Regions from separate parts of the Mus musculus genome. Here all the other regions are linked to region 2. A link is a contact called in public Hi-C and HiChIP or PLAC-seq data. All regions are on one chromosome and are shown on one strand. The core of a region is the stretch at or near the end of the contact, and the rest is flanking DNA. Distances in the headings are between cores, read along the strand shown. Region 1 has its middle 23 kb from the start of Gm51552. Region 2 overlaps Wwox (WW domain-containing oxidoreductase). Region 3 overlaps Wwox (WW domain-containing oxidoreductase).

What was found. Hi-C and Micro-C count contacts between places; a contact is called where the count stands out from the background. HiChIP or PLAC-seq counts read pairs in DNA pulled down with a chosen protein or histone mark.
Region 1: an H3K4me3 HiChIP or PLAC-seq map of bone marrow-derived macrophages shows a contact between it and region 2, with 8 times the contacts expected there. The contact joins two enhancer-like sites. A contact is called at or near these places in 1 of 484 Hi-C or Micro-C datasets (bone marrow-derived macrophages) and 2 of 115 datasets of contacts at active chromatin or transcription factors (bone marrow-derived macrophages and craniofacial prominence).
Region 3: a contact with region 2 is called in a Hi-C map of nephron progenitors, with 6 times the contacts expected there. The contact joins two enhancer-like sites. A contact is called at or near these places in 2 of 39 promoter capture datasets (the 3T3-L1 cell line and the C10 cell line), 3 of 484 Hi-C or Micro-C datasets (cerebellum, cortical neurons and nephron progenitors), 8 of 115 datasets of contacts at active chromatin or transcription factors (astrocytes, craniofacial prominence, embryonic basal ganglia and 5 more) and 1 of 9 other capture datasets (embryonic stem cells).

What each region holds. Positions count from the first base shown.
Region 1 is chr8:115,740,604-115,744,255 of GRCm38.p6, forward strand. No RefSeq gene overlaps it. Among named protein-coding and RNA genes, the nearest start is that of Gm51552, 23 kb to the left of the region's middle. Within about 2 kb of position 2,213, at least 44 of the 459 cell types and tissues checked have an H3K27ac peak or open chromatin away from gene starts, as enhancers often do. A contact at or near this core is called in bone marrow-derived macrophages, where this site is marked.
Region 2 is chr8:115,158,336-115,161,705 of GRCm38.p6, forward strand. All of the region lies in intron 8 of Wwox (WW domain-containing oxidoreductase), which reads left to right. Among named protein-coding and RNA genes, the nearest start is that of Gm39257, 200 kb to the left of the region's middle. Within about 2 kb of position 1,761, at least 143 of the 459 cell types and tissues checked have an H3K27ac peak or open chromatin away from gene starts, as enhancers often do. A contact at or near this core is called in bone marrow-derived macrophages and nephron progenitors, where this site is marked.
Region 3 is chr8:114,456,089-114,459,620 of GRCm38.p6, forward strand. The region is part of intron 4 of Wwox (WW domain-containing oxidoreductase); the gene reads left to right. Among named protein-coding and RNA genes, the nearest start is that of Wwox, 18 kb to the left of the region's middle. Within about 2 kb of position 2,238, at least 14 of the 459 cell types and tissues checked have an H3K27ac peak or open chromatin away from gene starts, as enhancers often do. A contact at or near this core is called in nephron progenitors, where this site is marked.

The DNA of each region.
Region 1 (3,652 bases), core at 963-3,462, 580 kb after region 2:
TGTGACTGGAAGCAGCCATGGACCCTGAGGGAATACTGAGTCCAGAGGAACTCCAACCCAGCTCAGCCTTGGCTATGAGCCCTCATGCAGATGCCTCCTGAATTAGCAGGAGTTCGCAGCTAGCTCCTCTGGAGACCAGCACAGCTCTATAGTTAGAGTCCAGTTTATCTTTTAAGGTTGGGCCAAGTCATATTCATAGAGGTTGTGTCTTGGTTTGTGAATTCCTCAGCTTCTTGGCTGGGTTGTCTTCTTGCCCAGTCATTAGTAGCTATTGATGTACATGTTATAGAGTATGTGTTCCCATCTGATGACAGTTTTGTAAAGCCCAGCGAACCCAACACCCATCAGTCTATTGGATGTCACTTGAATCTAAAGCCTGGGTCTTTTCAGGTTGATAGTTGAGCTGTATCAGATCATGGCAGGCATTTACATATGGACTACCACATCCATTTAAAGTCTATCAAGCTTCCTAAGAACTCTTGATTATTAAAAACAGCACCAACAACAACAACAAAAAAAAAAAGACTTTTTTTTTCAGTTTAAGGGCTAGAAGAAGTCTATGTTAGTCTTACATCCTCAAACATTTTTCAATAGCTATAGCAGCCTAGTTGGGTTTTTGTATAAAATTATACACATTATACAATCTATGCAGAATATAATTAATACCATAATAATTTATATCAGGCCTAATAGACTTTTATATTTCCTGCTTTTTCTTCTGAATATGTAAACATTCCTTGGGCTATTCAATGTTCTGGCAGCATATGTTCATTGATTATATAGAATTTAACTGTGTGTTTTTAAAGTAATTCACTTATTTTGTTTATTTGAAAACAGTAAATTTCCCTTCAGATTTTCAAAAAAAAAAAGCCTGTTGTTTTGATATATACGTGTGTGTGTGTGTCATTGTGTCATTGAATATAATTGCTGGAGATCTGATAGTTTCTCTATAGCATATATCAAAACTAGAGATCACAATGCATTGGTACAATGTCAAGCACACACAGAGCCCAGAATGAGCCTTTGGGTGGGTGGGGGGGGGGCGTTAGCACTACAAAAAAAATCCCCTGTATTTCTAGGTAAAAGTTGCAAATATTTTAAGGCTTTCCTATACAAAGAAGTTTCTAGAAAATTACATCTCTCTGCACTCTTGGGAATATTGCTATGCAGTTTTTAAAGATCATTATTAATTTGGAAAGCAACGTCTCTTTGTTAACAATACCTTAATAGTATTCCCTGACTTTATTCCCTTTGGAGACTCCCATTTTTGTTTCAAGCGACTCATCTTCAACCCCAAACCCAGTGACATCCCCTAAAGAGCTCCAAGAGGCAAACAAAGACCCAGCTAGGCTACTTGGTGTGCATAGGTGGTTGTGTTTACAAAGATAAGTGTATACATGCTCACTATGGCATACCAAGTGAAGATATATACAGAGGCCCAATATAAAGTTGGCTTTAAAAGACTCATCTAACCACTCGTTTTAAATCTTTAGTGGCACAAATGAACAACTTGGCCTTCAGCTTTAACGTGCGATTCACAGCCAAGACGAGCAGCTGTTAGCAGTTTGTTGAGGAGAGAAAAAGAAGTCTAGAGTAACAGAGGCTATGGCACATATCAGGCTCTGTGCTGGGTGCCACGGTGCGGTTTCTCCCTCTTCCTCTCACCATATTTTCCAGTTCTTGGTCTAAGGAAGTCAGTGCTAAGGTTAAGAGGTATCACAACCTCTAGCCAGCACTGCAACAGTCACTGCCTTGTACTCAAGTCCTCTCTTAAGTAGAGCCCTGCCTCTGTGGCCACTTGGACAGCAACTCTTCTATTGGCTTCTTCCTTGTCACTTAGGAATCTTTACTGTTCCCTTTGCATCCTTGTTCAGATACCGAGTAAGATGCTGAACACAGGCGCTGATCACAGACTCGTCTTTGGCTCTCTGAACTGTGACGTTCACTTAGGAGCTTGATAGCTGGGAAGGCCTGGTGATCAGAACACTTCCCGGAAGGAGCTTGTATGCTTCCTTCTTGGGTCTTTGGGTTCTCCTGAGGCCATATCAGTGTGCCTTGTTGGGTTAAAATTCTCCAGCTGAGAGTGACATCTGCCACAGAGATTTCCTCTTCCTCCCAGCTGGGCCCACACATCGCCATGAGTGAGTCATAAGCGAACACTGGAGCTGCCTCCTCTCTCTGTGGGACTTTGAGTCCTCTAACCATACTTGGGCTTTGGTCTCCCTGTAAGGATGATTCAGCGGAAACTTATGGTGAAATGGATCACCATAGCAACTTTCAGTAGATACCCATGCAAATTAGAGAGTGGAAAGGTACGGTTTTCAACATCCCCAGACCAACTGCTACCTTCTGAGGCCTGTGGGGATTGGATCCCAGACACTTTGAAGCTGACACGCAGTCAGCCCAACTGTGTATCACACCTGGCCCCGATCTGCTGAAACCTTCAGAAGCTACCAGGAGATAAGCGGAGCCAGAGGAGGTGGCTTCCCCATGCTAGATTCCACGTTGGGTAGGGAAGAGATCTCAAAGTGGATCTGGGAAATAGCAGGGAGGGGTGTCATGCTTTTCTCTGTGTTATTCACCAGCCTTAGAGTCTACATCAAACACAGTAGATGGACCTACAGAATTTTTGTCAGTCAGAAGAAGGTGACTGTGGAGCTCAGCCGGGACCCAGAGTGTCTGCAGGAGGGATTAGAAAGTCTTTGGTACATATTAGTCTTTTGATAAATGAAAGCTACTTCTGGTCTCCCCTCTGTAGCTCCACAGCCTCCTGTCCTTGTTTTTCCTTCTTCCTTTTTTTCCCCTTGCTTTGGTGTGTGTGTGTGTGTGTGTGTGTGTGTGTGTATGTGTGTGTGTGTGTGTTCATATGGACAGGTACATATGGAGATCAGGGGTTGACATTGTCTTCCTTGGCTGCTCTTCACATTATCATTTGACCCTGGTTTCTTACTGAGCCTGGACCTCAGTCATTCTGCATGATAGTAAGCCCCAGGGTTCCTCCTCTTTCCATTTTCCCAGCAATGTGATCTCATGCACACCACCATGGTATCTGTTCCTGTTTTTTTTTTTTTTTAAATTGATTTAGGTGACTGGGCTCTAAAGACAGGCCTACACAGTTCAGCCGTTGGACTGGGATGGGATGTGCTGCTGTGTGCTGAAATGTCAGGAAGGTAAGTGGGTGTGGAAGAAATGGATCACTGGGACAAACCTGCTGTAGGACGAGCTTCTCTTGTGGTCACTCATCTTTGTGCCAAGATAGGTGGAACTCACTGGGTGAGATCTGCACCAGCCCCAAAGGAAGGGCATTTATGCCACCCCTGGGGGCAGAGTTCTAGGACCTCACAACTTCTCAAAAATTCCTGAGGATGCTGTCAAGCTACAGCACCATGTCTGCCTTGCTCTGCTTCCAAGAGTGAAGTGTCGAAGGGGAGAGAAGGGAATAGGTTGAGTCCAGGGAAAGGAGAGAGAAAAGACACTAGACAAAGGCTGCTGAGCTGCCTTAGTGAGTTCAGGTTGTACAAGCCTAAGGGCCCGGGTTTGAGCAGCACCCATGTTAAAAGAAAAAAAAAAGCCCACAAACAAGTCTAGTTCTTTGAGGATTTCCCAAAATTCCAGTGCTGGGAGGCAGAGACCAGAGGGTTTTGGGTTTCCT
Region 2 (3,370 bases), core at 511-3,010:
TATCCCATGTCCAGGGCCAGTGAGGGGGCTACAGAATTCCAGGAACCAGATCTGCCCAGTGACAAGCTGGCAGCCTTGCCCTCTCTCTCAAGACAAAGGCCTCCCACCCCTTCCATCCAGGATACAATGGGCTGCTCTTCTACCCTCCCCCTCCCAATCTCAGCGGGAGAGTCAGGCTGAATATTTCTTTAAGGGATGCTGTTGAGTTTTCTTCCGGGGGAGCAAAGGATTTGTAGAAAAACCCAGCGTGTAACTTGAGTGTTCCGTGTAGCCAGATATCGGTGCCAAGCTAAATTTGTGTGTGCAGCTTCTGTTTAAGGCAATTATATAGTGTATAATACCCAGTAGAGAAATTAAGTCCAAGTACATTTTGCCCACAGAGATTATCCTCTCAGTTGGATTTATTTTAAACAACTTTTTGCCCCTTATACATTAAGACGCATGCAATAAATCACTTATGTAATAAACTGCAGTATATTATGTGGAAAAAAATGAGCGAGTGGCGTGTGTGTGTGTGTGGGGGGGGTGGCTTCCAGTGGAGCCAGACCTCAGGCATGAAGAGAGAGGAGGGGAAGGGACTTGGAAGGAGGGGGCCGCTGCACCAGAGGAACTTGGAGAGGCTACAAATGGAAGCATCTCCACAGCGAACCTCAGGCTGCTGCTGGAGGGAGCTGGTTATGTAATGACTGCGGCAGTGGGGCTCCAGAGAAACTTTTTCCAGCTCGGCTTTTCCAGAGCATCCTCCCAGCTAATGTTCATTACCGGGGGTGGGGGTGGGGGTGGGGGTGTTCAGAATTAGGCTGGAGGCTGGAGGAAGGGAGATGGAGGATGGGAGTTTGTATTAAAGATGAGAAAACAGAGATGAGAGCTTTCTGTTTAGCAGCTCTTGGGTGAGCCCTCCATCCAGACGCTGAATGATTGCTCTTCATTGTAAATACCAATGGCCATCATCTATCCCGCAGAGGGGGGGTCTCAGGAAAACGGGGGGGGGCGTGCTTTACGAGAAGTAGCAGCAAATGCGTTCGGTAGCAGGCCACCGGGCTTCCGGAGTGTCTAGTATACACCAGCATGCTGTTCGTTCTGTATCCGAATTTCTAATCTCACAGGCGTCTTATGCTTTTCTGAGCCAAGTCCAACAACTTTCGCCGGGGTAGCCTCCAGCGATGAGGATTCCTGTTAGCAGAAAAATGACTGTGAGCTCCGACTTCGAGCAGGGCCTCGAGTATTTACCTAGTTGAGGCTTCCCAAATGCACTACCAGAGGGCACTATGATTAGTCCCATTTCTCAAAAGTGTAAACTGAGGTTTTTTTCCTTTTGTTTTGTTTTGTTTTTTTTTTTTTAACAAAAATCTGCCCCCAAGTTCTCTCCATCTGGAAGGAAAAGAGCCAGGGTTCATGCCAAGACCCATCTGGCTCCCAAATGCTTTCTGGCAATCACCAAGTTATACAACCAATTCTAGATGCGGATCCGAGAAATAACTTCATGGTGAGACTTGCCAAGGGAGGCTGCTTGCCTCCTTCCTGCAGGAACACATTGCAGCTCACAAATCTACGCCGGCTAGAAAAAAGAAAACCAATACTGCTCAGAAAAAACGCTTGCAAACTTCCCGGCAGAAAGCCCCCTGTTCACCGTGGTGTGCCTGCCACCGGGGAGTGGAAGTTGAGGGGTGGGGGTGGGGGGGCACGAAGCACGGTCAGAAGCTAGGAGTTTCCGGCTGAAGAACCTCCTTCCAGAGCCCCTAGAGGAGAGCAGAGGAGCCGCTCCAATTTCCATGTGCGCCTTTCTCTAACTTTGAGAGCCCAATAAAACCCAGAGTGCTGGGTAGGAATCAGAGGCTGCTAAGCTGCTTGTAATTTACGATTTAGCGTCGCACAGTATAAAAATAGGCAGTGAAACTGAAAGGCAATCAAGTCTATTGTCACCAGGAATGGGACGTGATCTGACATCCGCCGCTGCCGAGAGCCCGCTGTGTACTGGGAATGTAGTGTATATGGTTTCATTTTATCTCGACATCCCTGGAGTCTGGCCCCTGTCATTTATCTGTTCCCGAGTTACAAAGCGCCCCACGTGCTACTAGTAGACAACAACCAATGCATTTTTTTGTTTTTGTTTTTATTAAATCCCATCATTTTCTGGCTCAATTTTTTGGGGGGGGGGGTAGGGATTGCTTTGTCTCTCAATCTGTTGGCTATGGGGCAAAGGTCACGGGGTGATTGGTGGGTGGGCTAGCCCATAATTACCTTTCTTACTGCATGAGTGGCTAAGTGGGGGGCTCCGCCTCTGGCTTCTTTAGCGTGGTGGTCTTAGAGAGGTTGGATCTTGTAGGGCGTACACCTCATAGCTGCCATGGCAAGGTCTTCTCCGACTGACCTTGGACATCACAGGAAGCCACTTCCTCTCACCATATGAGGAGACCTTATAGTGAGTTTACCATCCCTGGCACACTGGGATTCAATGCAGGGGGACATAAGGCTCTACTTCCTGGTGGGAAGACTATTGAAGAACTTGTAGCTGCATTTTGTAAGCCATCTGGGTGTCTGTGGTCTGCATCCTCTTTGTCCCCATAGCAGATCCTTCTAAGAGATAAGGACCCTGATTTTGTTTGACCGGGTCCCAGTGCTAACCCAGGGTGACTCAGCTAGCTTCTAGCTGCCACCTCAGGGTCAGGGCTGCTCACTTCATGGAGGTCAGGAAGCAGCAAGACGGGGGATGGCGCTGGGACAGGGGTCAGAGTCAGGGTGTGACCTTCAAAGCCATGCTCCCTAGTATCTGCCTAGCCCAAGTAGGTCTAATCTTCTAGTCTCTTTTGCTTCCCCATAAAGTTGTCAAAGTATGAATCGATCAGTGAATTAGCCTGATGATTAAGCCAGCCAGAGCCGTTAATGATCCAATTATTTTCCGAAGCTCCACCTCTGAGTATTATTTTGGGACCACGCCTTCAAAGCAAGAGCTGTTTGAACAGTACCTACTACCTCAACTGTAACATAGCGTTCACTCCAAACTGCCTTTCGCTCACAGAAGTCTTGAGACTTTGGGGCTCATTAACAAATCAATTAAAGTGTCTGGCAACACAAAAATCATAAACCAGAATCCTGGATTCTCCTTCAAGAAGAATTCCCGGGGTTAACAGAGAATCCATTCATGTCTGCCAGTCCGGCTTTGACTCTTTCTCATTTTCCATTGGCCCAGGGGTGTAGGAATGGTGCTGAAAAGTACTCAGGGGCAGACAAAACTGCGGTTAAAGGCAGCCCTCCTCGGCACTCTGCCCTCCCCCACCCCCCCCCCCACCTCTACTTAGCTTTACTGGTTTCTATTATAACCCACCCAGCAAAGGACAGCATGGGCCGGTGAACATGGGTCAGCATTCTG
Region 3 (3,532 bases), core at 988-3,487, 700 kb before region 2:
GCGCCTCCCCACCCCCCATACACATCCCAGCTCCCCAGATCTGTTAAAGCTAGTCGCACCATGCCGGAGCTTTCCCGTGCATTTGTTCACGTGACAAGCCGGGCTCCCACGTAGCGAAATTGTACCAATGCCGAAAATAGCTCTGCTGACAGGCAGGGCAGGCTTGATTGGTGGCGGGTTTCAGTCTGGAGAGGGGCAGGCGGGCGAGGAGTTCTGACTCTAGAAGCAGGCGTGACCTAGTTTTCAAACTGCTCCCCTCTTCCTACCTGAGTGACTCGGGCCAGGTGACTTCCTCCAGCTCATGGGCCAGGCAGGTAGTTCTCCGTCTCTGCGCAGTTGTTCAGGATGGAGATGTGGGTCCCTTGCAGACACTCGCCCTGCAGCCATTTCTGCAGCGGATGCTCGGGCCCGGAATGAGTCCTTATACTAAGTTGGTGTTCCCTAGCTTTGTGCTTTACAGGTCCTCCCGAGGATGGCACCGGAGCTCTGCATTGGCCCCGGGATCATCTTTTTGATCGCTTTGAATAACTGGTAGGCATTGACTGGTCTTTAGTTTGGAAAGATTTTTTTCCCACCTTTTGGTTAGAAGTCAGATAGTACCATCATGTAGCCAAAACAAACCAAACAACACCCCTCCCCCCAAAACAAAACAAAACAAAAAACAAAAACCAAATCCAATGAGGCTGTCTGGTTATTGTTTCTGTAGCCTGGGAGCAGAAAAAGATATCACAGACAGGGACTGGAGGGACTTGAACCGTTAGCCCTTGTATGACTCAGATCACAGTTGTTTCATTAGGACCCTCGCTCATGAAACTCCTGGTTTGCAGGGCTGTCTGCTGTATTAAGACTAAGTGTCCAGGTTTGCAGCCCCTCTCCTCTGGAATACGCGAGAATGAGTCAATGCTGGCGTGTGATTTTATCAGCACCCAGAGGGTCAGCACCTTGACTGGAGGCTCTTGGGACATAGAAGGAAGAAAACTAGTGGAATGACAGTTAACTTGTTCAGTGACCTAGGGCAGGCCACTTTAGTATTTTAAATATAAGGCTCTTCATTTGTAAAATGTAGAGACTCTCTGTCTCTTAAAACATTTCGAAGTTACATTTATTTGTGTGTGTGTGTGAGAGAGAGTGTATGTGTGTGTGTGTGTGTGTGTGTGTGTGTGTGTGTGTGTGAGAGAGTGTGTGTGTGTGTGTGTGTGTGTGTGAGTGTGTGTGTGTGTGTGTGTGTGTGTGTCTGTGTGTGTGTATGTGTGTGTGTGTAAGGATAACTTTAACAGTCTCTTCTCTTTCTACTGTATGGGTCTCTGGGATCCAGCTGTGGTCATCAGGCACAATGGTGAGCGCTCTCACTTCCTGAGCCGTCTCAGTGACCCCCACATTGGCCTGTTACACATGGGGTTGCGTAGGCTCGGCTGACTTTGAGTGCAGAGACCTAAGCACATGCTACCATTCCCAGCTCTGTGTCTGTTGTGCATGGACCAATTAATGGATGGAAGCATGATAAGGCAGAGTCCCTTAGGATCAGGGTGCTTACGGCTGTGTGTGGAGGAAAATAACCTCTCAGCTGTAGGAAAGAGCCCTGAAGGTTAGAAGAGAAGGGAGAGTGTTTTCATTCCTTCCGTAGATGGAACATTCTAGGCCACTCTTGATAGCTTTTTCACTAGGGCTGCTGAGGTTGCTTCAGGCCTAGGCCCCAGTGTTCAGAAAGGGAGCCAGATGTTGAGGGACTAGACTATGTGATGTACAGCTGGTTTGGTGGCCACATAATGCCAGTGGGCTCAGCGGCCCACTAGCCCTTTCGGCCTGAGAGAGTGAGACTAGGTGTATCAGCAAGCTCTGGGTTTGACTGAGAGTCCCTGCCTCAGTGAGTATGGTAGATCGATGGGGGTGTTTCCTGATAGTGACCAAGGACCTACACACACACACACACTCTCTCTCTCTCTCTCTCACACACACACATGTGCCCACATTTATGCAAATATACACATATACTTGTGCACCATACATACACACTTAAAAATGGGAAGAGAACAAAAACAAACAAAAGGGCCTCTCACTGTTAGCCACTCGTGTCCTCAAGGATGACCCTCCCAAACTTTTGCATTCCCCCTCCCCCGCAAGCCCCCCCCCCCATCTTGTCCTCTAACTGCATTGCGCTCTCTTATGTGTGGCCGGCCGTGATGTAGAGTAACCAGCTGTACTCTCTCAGCTCGGCAGCTGGGTTTAAGAAGCTCGTCTCGGCCGAGAGATCATCAGTGTATTCAAAGAAAGAAACAAAACAGGACCAAACAAACCCCATGCCATTACAGCTTTATCTGTTAGTGAAGACATTTCCCTTCCGAGTTCATGTACGGTTACCAAACTGAGTATCGGGTACATCGGGGAGCGCTGTAACACATCCATTCCAAGAGACGTCTCAGCCAGGAGCCAAGTCAGATTTTTGGCAAGAGACACCATCTTTTCTGCCTGCAGAGCTGATGTCTACGTGCACGAGACTCCTTTTTCACCAAGTGTAATTGCTGCTTGGCCAGCGTCCCCTGCCTCTTGTCCTTCCTTTGTATTTTTCTCTCGGTCAGGGATGGAGCCAGTTAACACTTGTGCGTCATCGCCAGGCACTCTGAGACCGACTAACCAGACTGTACACGTATACGCCATATCTGTCGCATGGTCCTTCCCTATTTATTTAGTATTCATTTCCTGTCACTGCAGTGAAAGAGTATCATGTACCCACTGGCTTAAAACAAACTAGGTTTCTGCACCTCAGATAACAGAGGTCAGAAGTTAAGTTCGTCTCACTGGGCTAAAGTCAAGGTGCTAGCAGGGCTGGTCCTTCTGGAGGCTTTGGGGTGGGGGTTGGGGTACCCATTTCCTTCTCTTTCCTAAAGCTCCTAGCGGCTGCCTGTGTCCCTTGGTTCATAGCCCTATCCTCCACCCTCTAACTTTCCAGTACATTGCTCCAGCTACCTTTTCTCCCAGAGTGGTCTAGCTATTCAGTGCCTCCATCTATCAGCTATTGTGATTATATCCAGTATTTCTCCTCTCCCTCCATAATCCAAGACCATCCTTCCTCCATTTTAAGACCCTTCATTTGACCCCATTGCCAAAATCCACTTTGCTGTGTCAGGTGACAATCCTAGAGATCAGGATGTCAACATCCTCCGAGGAGGGACATTACTGTACCTGGACAATAATGTATTAATGCGTTGTCCCAGAACCTTAGCATCAGATTATCAGGTACACTTCTTGTCCTGGCAACAAATCCTGGTAGAAGTGATTCTAGGCTCAGGGTTCTAGAAGGTACAGTTCACCATAGTGGGGAAGGCTCGGGGACTGAAGAGCTTGCCGTATGCCTTGTTTACATCTCGATGGATCAGGAAACTGACCTGCTGGAAGTGCAGTCGGATTCTGGTCCTCAAGGCCTGCCCCTCAGGGCTGACCTGTCTTCTGTCAGCAAGATCCTATGTCCAAAGGGCTCTGTAACCTCTCAAAACAGAATCACCAGCTGGGAGCCAGGTGTTCAGCCACCTGTCTG